3 separate regions of the Zea mays genome follow, and all the other regions are linked to region 1. The links are chromatin contacts, called in public Hi-C maps. All regions are on one chromosome and are shown on one strand. Each heading gives the region's core, a stretch centred on a gene start, on an enhancer-like site or on the middle of the called end of the contact. The rest is flanking DNA. Distances are from core to core; before and after follow the strand shown.

Region 1 (4,200 bases), core at 438-2,937:
ATGTCTTTCCTCTGATGCGGTCTGCGGAGACCGAGGTGAGGACCCGGATGAAACGAAAGGTAATCGTCTACCCTCGGCATCAAATCAGAGGACGGGCTGACGGAGCGACCTCTAAGACGAAGGCCTCCAAGACTTGGGACTAGAAGGCTAAGATGGGTAGCGGAGGCTTGGTGGGTCCTCTGCATGCAAGGCAGGCCCACCCGTCAGTCACACCCGTGGGTACAACACTTGCTGTAACTAGATCTAGGCTACTATTATTTCATAATTACCCCGTTGTATAGTATATTCCAAGGATGTAGTAGGTAACTAAGGGTACAAATGTACTTTAGGCACTAGCCCCATAGTTACCCTAGAAATACCCTGTCCAGCTCTCGGATGGGACACACTTGACAAGACATTGAGCACCCCCACTTTCCGTTTTGTTGAGCACTGTTCTCTCACCTGCTTGAGTGCTTGGGTCCACGTGTCAGAACCCAACAAGTATGAATTTACACATTTAACCCAGAGGTTTCAAAACTAAAATGTAATAGTAATTGATGTTTTGTAGTTTTTAAGTTTTGCCCAAATTAGGGATGAAAGTGGTAATCCGAATTGTTAGAACAAATTTAATATTTTAAAATAGATATATATAAAATTTGATGTTAATCTTTTCTTATGTTATCAAGCACATTATTAAAAATATGAACAAAATTTTGCATAAATTGTTTTATGCATTATTTTCCCCATACAACAAAAACGGTGAAAAAATAACCAAATTTGTATTCGAATCCATACCAAATTTTATATCTATCATTTGAGAGAAATATATGATAAATTTGTGGTTTAATTTTTATGAATCTTTACAAGCTCAATGATAAAAACAATAATATGAATTTACATAGTTGATTCTATATTCTATTTATTCACAATTAAAGAAAAAAGACAAAAAAATTGATATCCGAATAATTACCGTTTTCATCCCTAGCCCAAACCTTGTCCTAAACAGTTTTTTGTGACCAGAGAGTATTCGTTAACTGCTACAGACCAACTAAACTTCAGAAAATGTCGATGTTACAATATTCATGTTTCATAGTTTCATACTACAATCTGAAAAAGCAGCAGCATCCATATATGGATACAAAAGGTGTTTGACGAAATTCCTCAAGCTGAGCCTGCAACAATAGGTTTATGCACCACACGTCCACAAACATTGCCCAAACAAATAGCAAAACCACCTTGCCAATTGTTAATGTTTCATGTGGACGACGAGTGAGAGAGAAATCCTTACGGGTAGGCGACGAGGGTAGACGGGTAAGAGTTGCGCTGCCTGAAGGGGCAGACGGCGATCTGGAGTGGCTGAAAGGACTCTGCGGCGAGCTTGGCCTTGAGATACGCCGTTTCCGCAGTGTCCACCGGCAACGCGCGGCGCCATCCCGTCGGGGCACCGGTCTTCTGCGCCGCCACGGCCACGTAGTCGCATGCCTCCAGGTGGGCCCTCAGCTCCAGCACGGCCTCCGCAAAGTTCTGCCTCGTCACCTGCTTCGCCGACGCCGCCGCGGCGCGCGGGGCAGCCATGGGACCAATGGCGGAACCAGACGCTGAGCACAACCAAGGATAAACGGTTATGGAAAGCGGGGTGATCCACCGGTTGAAAGGAACCGATGGCAGCGACGGCGGCGCGCGGTGAGGGAGGAGGCGCACGATCGGCGTTGCGTTCGGAGTCGCCGAGCCGAATGCCAGTCAGTGGTGTAGCGGGCCGCACAAAGTTGGGCCGCTTTTCTCTCTATTGAGAGCAGAAGAGTTGGGCTGCTTTTCTCTCTACTAGAGAACATAAGAAGAGTTGGGCTGTAGCCTAACGTAAATTTCAGGGCCGTCCTCCTAAGTCCCTCGCTAAAATTCAGGAAATTTAACTGGTTATTATTTTTAAAAAACGCTACCTCTCCGATTATAACTCCTACCGTTACCCTTAGCCGTTTGATCCTTGGAATTGAATTATATTCTAATAATAATAATTAAGACAAAAAAACATTTAAGCTAATATGAATTCTTTTGAAATATATTTATATACTATTATTAGCAATATGTGAGAGATATTTATTTGCTATATTTTTACTATAGAGGAGTGAGCCGAAGAGTGTTTTATAAATTGCAGAGTAGAAACATATTCCGTTGATATATAAATGATCAATCATTTCTCATACTACACCCCATAAATTAAAGATAAGTTTATATCTGAGCTTTAGAAAGTGATGGAATGTTAAATTCCAAGCCAAAATGCCAAATAGACTACTTTATTAAGTAAACTTTAATTCCTACAAAATGAATAAATCCAAACGGCTTATTATATTATTTGTTGGGGGCCTTCCTCTTCCGAAGGTTCTCAAAAACACGACTAACCATTTGCTTTCAGCGTACTACTGAATATTACAGAAGTTTCATCATCAGAAAAGCTTCGGAATAACACAAGAGGAGCGAAATAAACTTCGTCTGACAAGCTTCGTCACGGTGAAACAGGTAGACAACGTGGCTTCGGTATAACGAAAGAGAAGTATAACGAAGCACGCTTCATCAAGCAAGCTTCGTCACGACGAAGCAATGAGACAATGCAAGGAGGTGTTGCTCAAGTTATTAAATACAAATGGTGATGTTACCTTGTGATATTTTGTAAACTCTGTATGTAATCGTTGAGGGCATAAATGTAATAGCGTATGAACCATTGTGGTTGCCTATAAATAGATGAACAGTACCCCGTACTGTTCACGCTGGATTGTAATTGCTCTCGCATTGGCACCTTCAAACAAGCCGAAAGTATCAACATAATATAAATTTTTGTTAATGTTCATATGTATATCATAAAATAAATATATGAATGAATGAATGAACAACATATATTGTCTCTATGAACTATTATTCTTATGAATGATGAAGGTGTGTCCTTCATGACCTTCATCCAAAGATCGTTATATTCGAAAGGAGATAATGTTTCGAAGGACGAAGGTTCTTAATCTTTAACAATTGTGTTGCCTTGTTCTTGATTCACAACATTTGAGAACAAGTGACCAACATTATTGTTACATTAGAAAAGTTTAAATAAATAATCTATTTTTTGTACATGTGGTACGCCACACGCTAGCCACGTTAGAGTTCAATCAACATGGACATGGTAAATGTCTGTCACACCCGGTTTTGAAAGGCAAACCGAATGCGAACCATGTACGTGCCAAGATCAGAAACTCGCGTACACAACGATTACATAATTGGACATCATCACACAATGCTCAAAGTAAATAGCGGAAAGATACTTTATTACAATAAGATGTCCGAGACATCCACAGAGTCTAATACATAGCCATAGTCTTCAACATTAATATCAAAGTGCGGAAATACGAAACGTAGAGGATAAGCCTACACAGGTAGCTGACTGGGGGTTTGCCACTAAGAAAAACTAGAACTCATCGTAGTCCTGGAGCTCCTCAAAGTCCTCCATGTTGCCAGCATCTCCTCCTGAGCACTGAATACAGTGGGGACACCCTGAGGTGGGGGTGGTTTGTAAAGCAAGGGTGAGTACACATCAACGTTGAGAGCACCTAGAGGGGGATGAATAGGTGATCCTGTAAAAACTTAAAATTTAAAGCCACAAAACTTGATTAAGTGTTAGTACAATTAAATCAAGTGGCTAAGGACCGAGCTCTTGTGAAACACAATAGACACAGTGAGAACAAGCACAAGAGACACAATGATTTATCTCGTGGTTCGGCCAAGTATAACACTTGCCTACTCCACGTTGTGGCATCCCAATGGACGAGAGTTGCACTCAACTCCTCTCAAGTGATCCAATGATCAACTTGAATACCACGGTGTTCTTCTTTCTTTACTCTTTCCCGTTTGTGAGGAATCTCCACAACTTGGAGTCTCTCGCCCTTACAATAAGGATCAAAGTGAAAGCACTAGAGTAAGGGCGGGAAGCAACACACACAAATCCACAGCAATACGCACACACACAGCCAAGACGTGAGCTCAAATGAATAGCACAAAGTTCACCACTAGAATAGAGCTCAAATCACTAAGAATGTCAATCGAGTGTGCAAAGACGGAGTGTGAATGATTAAGAATGATCAAGGTATGCTTGGTGTACTCCTCCATGCGCCTAGGGGTCCCTTTTATAGCCCTAAGGCAGCTAGGAGCCGTTGGAGGCATTCTTGGTAGGCAATACTTGCCTTC
Region 2 (4,427 bases), core at 1,313-3,812, 350 kb before region 1:
TTTTGTTCCATTCCAAAATACTACAGTATTCTCAAATACCATAGTATCGTATTGAAATTGTAAATAAACCTTGCTACCAAAGAGATAACAGACCCTAACTGGTTTATTTACTTCCGCGGGACTAGCAAATATATACAACAATACAATGCTATTGAATGATCATATCCAAGACAAGATTTTGCAAATTAGCAGCAACCAACCATTTTTCAGAATTCACCAGAATCCTAGCTTGAGGCATAACACTAAGGGTGTGTTTGGTTTGACTTTTGGCTTTAGCTTCTGCCCCCTAAAAGCCAAAAGTCAAGCCAAAGGACAAGATACAGAAAGCAGCATTTTCTAAAAGCCGACTTTCTCGTAGTGCAAAACTAAAAGCACATCTAGACCTGCTTTTAGCAGCTTTCAGATGGAACTGTGAAAATATATATATTCAGCGGCTTTTAGTGGTTTCCATCGAACAGTTTTTAGTTTTTTAGCAGTTCACAGTCACAACAGTTTTTTTCACAACTCACAGCCCACGACAGCTTTTTTCGCAGCCACAGCCCAACCAACAGACCCTAAGCCTCGCTGGTTGGATGCTATGCTTTCTTCGAGTTATGGTTGCACCTGGCCAATTCCAGCCAATTTGGCATAGGAACAGTCGAGTCAGGCAGATCCATGCCCTTGTTGAGTTTGATCCAGACACAATATCATTAGCGCATGAAAAATACAATGGACAACTGAGCAATAGTTTATACTAGGACAGAATCATAGAAATACGCAACCTGAGCAGTCACAGCATGGCAATGACATCAGAAAAGAAAAGGCAAAACAAAGCAAAAGGAAACAGCAAGACATGCCAACAGCATAAATGGTCCATACTCCTCTGCATGTCAAAAAAAAAAAACTGAGAGATAAGGAGCTGCCTATTTTATGGCCTATCCTTATAGATGAATTTTAAACTTAATTGCCCATCCTCCAACTTCTATCATTTCATCCTCCATTAGTCAGGATGGAGTGGTCCATCAATTAATGTCGTAGACGTTCAACTAGCTTATTTCTATCAGCATTTCTGGATAAGTTACGATACACAAACAATGTTGCAGTGAAAAATCAGTGGAGCATATACAGCAAACACGAGTACTGCAACGTAGATATACCTTGGAGCTCAGACAGTACTTGTTTCGTTCATTACCAGGGAAGCTATCCGAAACAAGCAGCTTGCCCTCCCCGAGTATCCGCACACCCTCCTCAGCTGTGTACGACACCAAATCCCCAGACCGGACAACCTATGAAAACGCAACAAGACATTTTGTCCGTTAAGCCCAACTGAAGAACCAAAGCAAAACACTCTAACAGGAATGACTTCAGCTGCTAGTGACCTCAGAAACGGCATCCTTGGCCGGCTTGGCTATCTCCTTGACAAGGCACTCGGCGATGGGGGCCTTGTGCTCCTTGAGGATCGCGGCCGCCTTGTGGAGGAGCTCCGCACGCTTCCACAGCGGCGTCCGGGCCCATGCCTTCTGCGCGACCTTGGCCGCGTCCATCGCCTTGTTCACCTCCTCCTGCGTGCATGCTGGACACACAGGGGATCCGGACCGTCAGAAAAGTAAGTCGTTCCCCTTTTGCAGTCCACTGCAAGCACTGAATCTATCACTAGCAAAAGGCCTACGGACTTCGATCACTTCGACTTCGAGAGATGGTTAGTTGGAGAAATATTCTTGGAGAGTGGTTAAATTTGGGCTAGTGAAATTATAAGCATCAAAAGCGAGACTATTTGGGGGCGCTAGTCAAGAGGCATTGTCAGGGACGGTCAGCATAATTAAGGAAAGTGATAGCGCAGGTAGGCATTAATTGGTGGCACTTCTAAGTTTTTACCTTAACACCACAATTACACCACAATCCACCTTTAACACACGTGGATTGTGATCGAGTACTCAAACAAAGTAATAAGCGTATTTTTCCCCCGGACAAGGGGACAGCACTAGCAGTCGCTCCCGAGGCCCTTGGTGCCCATAGGGGCGCACGCTAAGGAAGGGAGAACAGAGGCAGAGGCGAGAGCCCGCACCTTGCACCCTGTACTGCGTCTTGCGGGTGGTGGGGTTGACGATGGCGACGGACTTGCCGGAGGCGGAGCTGCGCCACTCCCCGTCGGCGTAGTACCTGTACACCTCGCTGTCCAGGATCTCCGCGAACACCCCCGTCCCCGCCAGCGCCATGGCTACCGACACCGACGGAGCGAGCGCGCGGACGTGTGGTGCAAAGCCGATCGACGGACAGTGCAGCCGTACAGGTGGTACAGCCGCAGTGGGTAGTGGCCGTGAGGGCTGCTGAGGGAGGTGGAGTGGTTAGGGGGTGTGATGGGTGCGCGAGTGGCGGAGCGGAGGCCGGGGCCGGGGTTAAATAAGAGAGCGGCGCGTGGCTGGGGAGCGGACCCACCGAGGCCGGGTGAAGGGAGACGGAGGGAGGAGGAAGACGACGGAAACGGACGAGGTTTTCGTCTGCACCCTGCGGGTTTTTTACTCACGCTGCTTCTTCTGCGAGGCGAGGCGAGGCTTCAGCAGACTCGATCGGCCCCGCGATCGGTGTGGGTGGGACTGCGGGAGTTGGGTGACAAGTACCGGACCGGAGTAGGCTGCCGCGGACCAGACTCGATCGGCCCCGCGATCGGTGTGGGTGGGACTGCGGGAGTTGGGTGACAAGTACCGGACCGGAGTAGGCTGCCGCGGACCACGGGCACTGTGTGGCTGGCGTTCCCAGCAGCGCTAGAGGTGACGCGGCACACTTGGGCGAGTAGGGCTCTCCTCGGCGGCTTTGCAGCGTCAGACTATCACGCCAACGGTACCGCCTGCCGGCAAAGCTGTCCCATTTTTTTTTATTCGAGTGTGTACAGCGACATCTACTTGCTCCAGTGTTTTCGGAGATGATTGGAGAAAATATAATAATAGAGCTGTAAACATGTTAAATACTGAGACGGAAGTAAGAAGAGGAGAAACGAGAAGCTAACCGTAAACGTCGTTTTAGACATAACCAGTGACATATTTAAGATTTAATAAAGATCTATACCAGTTTTACTATGACAATAGATAATTATAACTAGTACAATACTCGTTGCGACGGCGTATAATCATATTTAATATTCATAAAAATAAATTTAATATTAAAGTGTAATATCCACATATCAGATATTAAACCGACAAAAACACCTTATCTTAGCCAAAAGTACGATAAAAGTACGAGTTGAAAAGGAGGCCGATCCATTTTCTTATTGCACACAGGGTCGCTCTTACTCCTTCAGCTAGTAAGGTGGTACTATATGGGAGCGTTACGCTCCATGTGGCTTCCTGACGTGTTAGGTGTTGGTGCCGATACGGGCGCCAGACACTGGAACTGACCGCCTAGCGGTGCTCTATGCGGAGGCGCGGACGGTCCGCAGCACAGGGCCGGACGGTCCGTAACCTAGCGCGGGAGCGACTCCTCCTCTGCGTACGTCTGGACGGTCCGCGCCTGTGGCTCGGACGTTCCGCGATGGCGCAAAGGGTCTTCTTTACAGCAGACCTAGATCTTGCCTTCCGGGAGGAACCCCGTCGGGGTGGAGAGATTCTAAAAGTCGCCTAGAGGGGTGAATAGGCGAAACCTGAAATTTATAACTTTAAACACACACTACAAGCCGAGGTTAGCGTTAGAATTAAATTCAAGTCCAAAAGAATATCTCTCTTGCTAGGAGTTGCTCACGGATTGCGGATAACGTATGGGAGCCAACTCAAATTCACACTAGCAAGGAAACGCTAAAGAGGGGAAAACAAATCAAATAAGAATCAAGACGAGTGAACACGATGATTTGTTTTACCGAGGTTCGGTTCCAAAGAACCTAGTCCCTGTTGAGGAGGTCACAAAGACCGGGTCTATTTCAACCATTTCCCTCTCTCAAACAGTCACCTAGATCGAGTGAGTCTTTCCCTTAATCACACGGGTCACTAAGACCCCGCAAGTACCACCACACTCTTAGGTCTCTCTTGCTTTGCTTACAAGCACTTAGAAAAGAAGTGAGGAAGGAAGAAAGGCAATCCAAGCAACAAGAGCGCAAATGAACACGAACACACTCTCTCTCAAGTCACTAAGTGGTTGAGATGAATTCGAGACTTGGAGAGGGTTTAATCTTTGGAAATATGTCTTGGAGTGAATGCTCTAGCTCTTGTATTGCATGTGATCTTCAGAAAAACTTGGATGCCAAAGATTGTGGTGGTTGGGGGGTATTTATAGCCCCCAACCACCTTGTAGCTGTTGGCCAAGGCTACTGGCGATGGGCGCACCGGACAGTTCGGTGCGCCATCGGACAGCACTGTGCACTGTCCGGTGTGCGCCACATCAGCGCAACCGTTAGGGTTCTGAGAAGTTGATCGTTGGGGACGTTTGTCTTCTAGCTGCACCGGTTAGTCCGGTGCCACACC
Region 3 (4,340 bases), core at 893-3,392, 400 kb after region 1:
ATGAATTATATAAGCATCTAATGAGTTGTTTATAGATTATCATAATCTAGGTATCTAAATTATATATTCCACCTAATAAACCATATTGTTTGTTTATCTTTCAACTTATTTAAGCTAGATTATATAATCTAGAGGGTAAACAAACAGAGTCTGAGTGGGGAAACACAAGTTTTCCTCTACATAGTGTAATGTACTACGTAGATCTGCCATTCACTTGACGGACTCCCTCAAACAAGTGAGCAATTGTCCAGGTTGCAGCCCTGCCATCCGAATTTCCGAATAGCAGATTATTGTTTTGAGTGGCACTCAGCAACCAAAAAAAAACAAGCCATTGATCACAAACTGAACTGAAGAGCGTCTTCCTGTGAATGTGAACGTCGCGATCGTAACCACCGATCCTTAAGATCTAACATCTATGATTAATGTCAAAGACAATTAGGAGAACGACCACTGCAGCAACAGCTAATTGATTGATGGATAGATTCTCTTTTGAGCAGGTGACACAAGAGAAACACAGAATAAGATACTATACTGGAGTTGTTGACGTTGATCGCTACGGTGGACTGATTCCAAGCTGCTCAAAATATCCTGAGCCATTGCCCTAGATTGTAGGCAAATAGATTTGGTGTTGGGTTCATTTCAGTAATTAATGCTAATCCAGGGAAGAAAATTGTTCTAGTAATGAAAAAAAATCACACTAATCGCTCGTTCCACTTAGCAATGGCACTACTGTAATTCAAGCTCAATTCAATCTCTCCAGGCTTTAACTGCACAAGAACACTGCAAACTACAACAGTCCAGAGAAAATTTACCATCACCGCTAGTTGATCAGAACTATGCTGCCGCCGTCGTCGCCGGTGTTAGCTCTTCCAGGCGTAGATCAGCAGCGAGAAGCCGTCGCCGCGCTGCATCTCGACCTCCTCGGGGCTGGCCCAGTCCATCACCGTGGAGCCACTGGCCCACGACGCCGTGGAGGATGCCACGGACGCCGACGACGACGAGCTCTCCTTGGCCAGCCTCCGCCCCCTGCCCTTCCTCCTCTCACCGTTGCTGCCCGTCTCGCTCCAGTCCCGTTGCCCCCACCGCGCGAGGTAGCCTCCCCAAACGCCCGTGTTCCTCCTTGCGTCCTTGCTGGGGGAGGGATTCTTCCCCAAATCCGCCTCGCTCTCCTCGCCGCCGCTGGCGAGTTCGAACCGGAAAACGAACACCGCGTGGGCGTGCGTCGAGGCCTCCGTGGGGGGCGGCTCGCGTGGGGGGAAGAGCCAGTTGTGGAGATCCCAAGAGACCTGGACGCCGTCGCCGCCCCCGAGGTCGACCCGCTCGCTGCCGCGGAACTTCCAGCGCAGGCGCCGGACGTGCAGCACTCGCTCGCCGTCGACAGAGACCGACATGCCGACATCAGCCCGGTCCTTCTCCTTCCCCTTGCCGGCGGTGGCCTTGTCCCTGCCACGGCCGCGAGCCACGAGATCCACGGAGATCTCCCGCTCCTTGCCCTGGACGTTCACCCAGGTGGTGTGGCTGCGGCCTCGGCCGGCGCCCGCGTCGCGTAGCGAGACGTGCTCCCGCCGGGAGAGGAGGACCGGACGCGGGCCTGATGGGCGCCGGGCCCGGGTCCTCCGGTAGGCCAAATCGGTCAGGTCCCCGGCCGCGAGGACCATCTCGCCGCAGACGACGACGGCGACGAAGAAGCCCGATGAGGGCTCGGGGGACCCGGAGACCGGGAAGCGCGCGCGAGAGAGATCCCACGCCAGGTCGACGAGGCGGTCGCCAGCGCGGAACCGTCTGGACCCGCGGCGGCGCCAGAATAGCCATGGGCTGACGCGGAAGGCGAGAATCTCTTCGTCCGCGTCATCGTCGAGGTAGCCCGCTCCGGACGCCGAGGAGGAGGAGCCGGGCGGGGGCGTGGCCGACAGGCGGAGCACGGCGCGGAGGGAGAGGCCGAGCGAGGTCCGGGACCAGGAGAGCGCGACCAAGCCGAGGTGGGTCTCGTAGATGGAGGTCGCCAGGCTGGGCCCCGCCGCGCCCGCGCCCGCGCCCGAGGACGGCGCCGCGGCGCAGCGGAAGCAGGCGGCGATCCGGCTGGGCATCGGTAGCGCGAGACGCCACTGCGAGACGCCACTGCGTCTACGCTAGTCGATTGGAATGCGTGCGCGCTGTGGCGCAGACTTGCAGTGCGAATCCAAGGCGTCAAGGGGTTGCTGGCTTGCTGCGTTCCGCAAGTGGTGCGGCTGGGTTTGCTGGCTTGCCGCGGGACGGTTCGCCTCGGCAAACATATGAGGTGCGTCGCCAATTTTGTCTGATTTCAGTCGGAATTGAGGAAAAAGACATGGAACGAATGATGGAAATTCACGTTTCAAATTAAGCAGTTAGGACATACTAGAAAGCATGGCGCGCCGTTGGCGCTCGCTCTAAGAGACCGTGCGCTAGTTATGGGCTTGTGTCTCAGTATTTTTATCTTAGCCTTTTGGCTTAATTAAATTGTAACGTTTGTTCTTACATGTCATTGTAATGCACATACATTGTACTAGTGTACTCCTATAATCCTCATGTATCGTTGCAGTGCTTAGGCACTACTATAATCCCTCCGTCCCTGTCTGAAATACAGAAGGTATTACAGAAATGCGAAAATAGAAACAAACATGCCAATACGTTGCCTAAACAGGCAAGCGCCAGACTCTTTCGGGCCTGAGCCAATATCTAGTCTATCGGATGAAGACCGAATCTTTGTCCACGATCCAAAACCGAAAACAGAGGTGGGTAGGGTTCTAGCCGCCGGCGAATGCCACAATTGCTATGAAATTTAAACGTCAAAGCATTCTTGGCGTTGATATTGATTCAGGTTTTTAATCCAATCTCCCCTAATAAACTCATTTTGTGGTTGATTCTCTATGTGGTTGAATATTTCTTGAATCGAATTCATTTTATCTTTCCTTGTTAGTTTTAATTGAGACTGCTAAGTGGAATCTGCGAAGGATAATTAATGCAGCAGGATAAGGTGGGTAAAAAAAATATTAAAGCTCAGGAATCATCAAAAATATCCTTCTCAGGAGTTGTTCGCTAGTTATGGGTCAGAGCCAGTTAATTTTTTTATGTATGCATTATATCGTTAGTGGATTGGATAAGGTTTAGGTTTGCAGATCGACCAAGTGGATGGTAGTTCGTGATGCAAAAGCAAATAATGATTGACGAATGCTAATTTTCCAATTATTAATTTTCTCATGTTTTTTTTTGTGAAAAACTTGAAATAATGTGTAGCTAAGCAGAAGCTTTTATCAATTCCTATATACCACCTTTTGGCTTGAGAACTAATAAAAAGAAAGGATACAAGCAACATGAACATATATAATACATGTCTTTGTGGAGCACCCGTTATGGTAGTATGGCAGCTGCCATACCTCAATTTTTATATCTAACTATGAGTACTAAAGCATACATGGAGTAGTGGTTGTGCTTTGGTCGATATTTGATCCCTTTCCAAAAGTTGTACTGTAATAGCAGTAATTTTGCATGAGTATGTGTAGAACTTGAACCCTCCTCCGCTTCTGAAAGAGCTGCGCTATATAAGTTATTTCAAAATGATAAATAATTATAATGACAAAAAAGCTTCAAGTTTTTTTGTATGATAATATCCTCTGTCACGGTATAAAGCTTAAACTTTTGTGGATTGTTCCATCCAAAAAAGAAATAATTATAAAAAGGCAAGCTATGTTGTGAACCCTCCTCCCCTTCTAAAAGAGCTGCGTCAACTTGGGATTCTTCGACACTATATAAGCTATCAAAATTGATAAATAATTGTAATGACAAAAAGATTCAAATTTTTTTGTATGATAATATCCTATGTCACTGTATAAAGCTTAAACTTTCGCGGATTGTTCCATCCAAAAAAGAAATAATTAGAAAAAAGCAAGCTATGCTCTATTAGCATTAACTTTTTATTACGCTTAAGTTGTGACTATATAGAGTATTACTACTCCATCCGTTTATAGATATATGATACAGTTGAATTTTTTAAAAAAATTAACCACTCATCTTATTTTAAAAAATAATGAGTTATTATTTGTTTTCTGGTTTGTTTTATCATTTAAAGTAGTCTGTGCTTAACTTAAAATTTTACATATTTTGAATAAGTATTTTGAATAAGATTAGTTGTCAAAGTTTTTTAAAAAGTTTAATGATGCATATATTTATAAATGGAGGTAGTATATTATTAGACAACACCATGACTGGCTCACGACCGAGCCATCCAGAATTGTGGCGGATTTGGGGACTGGTAGTCTGTGTTTTAGTTTTTTCTTTTTCTGATTTCACAAAGTCAATTAAATTAAACTTAAATGTATTAG

What was found. A called contact is a pair of places that touch in the nucleus more often than the background predicts.
Region 2: a contact with region 1 is called in a Hi-C map of ear, with 1.9 times the contacts expected there. The contact joins the promoter of LOC542583 here to the promoter of LOC100383807 in region 1. A contact is called at or near these places in 3 of 25 Hi-C or Micro-C datasets (ear, leaf and tassel).
Region 3: a contact with region 1 is called in a Hi-C map of tassel, with 4 times the contacts expected there. The contact joins the promoter of LOC100216973 here to the promoter of LOC100383807 in region 1. A contact is called at or near these places in 7 of 25 Hi-C or Micro-C datasets (bundle sheath, ear, endosperm and 2 more).

Annotation. Positions count from the first base shown.
Region 1 is chr4:87,767,335-87,771,534 of Zm-B73-REFERENCE-NAM-5.0, forward strand. LOC100383807 reads right to left here and starts at 1,688. Exons shown (of 8, transcript NM_001362147.1): 1 at 1,268-1,688. The coding sequence starts at 1,554.
Region 2 is chr4:87,421,249-87,425,675 of Zm-B73-REFERENCE-NAM-5.0, forward strand. LOC542583 (glyceraldehyde-3-phosphate deHaseN1) reads right to left here and starts at 2,563. Exons shown (of 9, transcript NM_001112119.2): 1 at 2,045-2,563; 2 at 1,359-1,552; 3 at 1,137-1,265. The coding sequence starts at 2,195. LOC103653482 (a long non-coding RNA gene) reads left to right here and starts at 1,205. Exons shown (of 2, transcript XR_565513.3): 1 at 1,205-1,585.
Region 3 is chr4:88,171,369-88,175,708 of Zm-B73-REFERENCE-NAM-5.0, forward strand. It overlaps LOC100216973 (DUF868 family protein), which reads right to left and starts at 2,143. Exons shown (of 2, transcript NM_001143353.1): 1 at 813-2,143. The coding sequence starts at 2,087. The coding sequence ends at 861.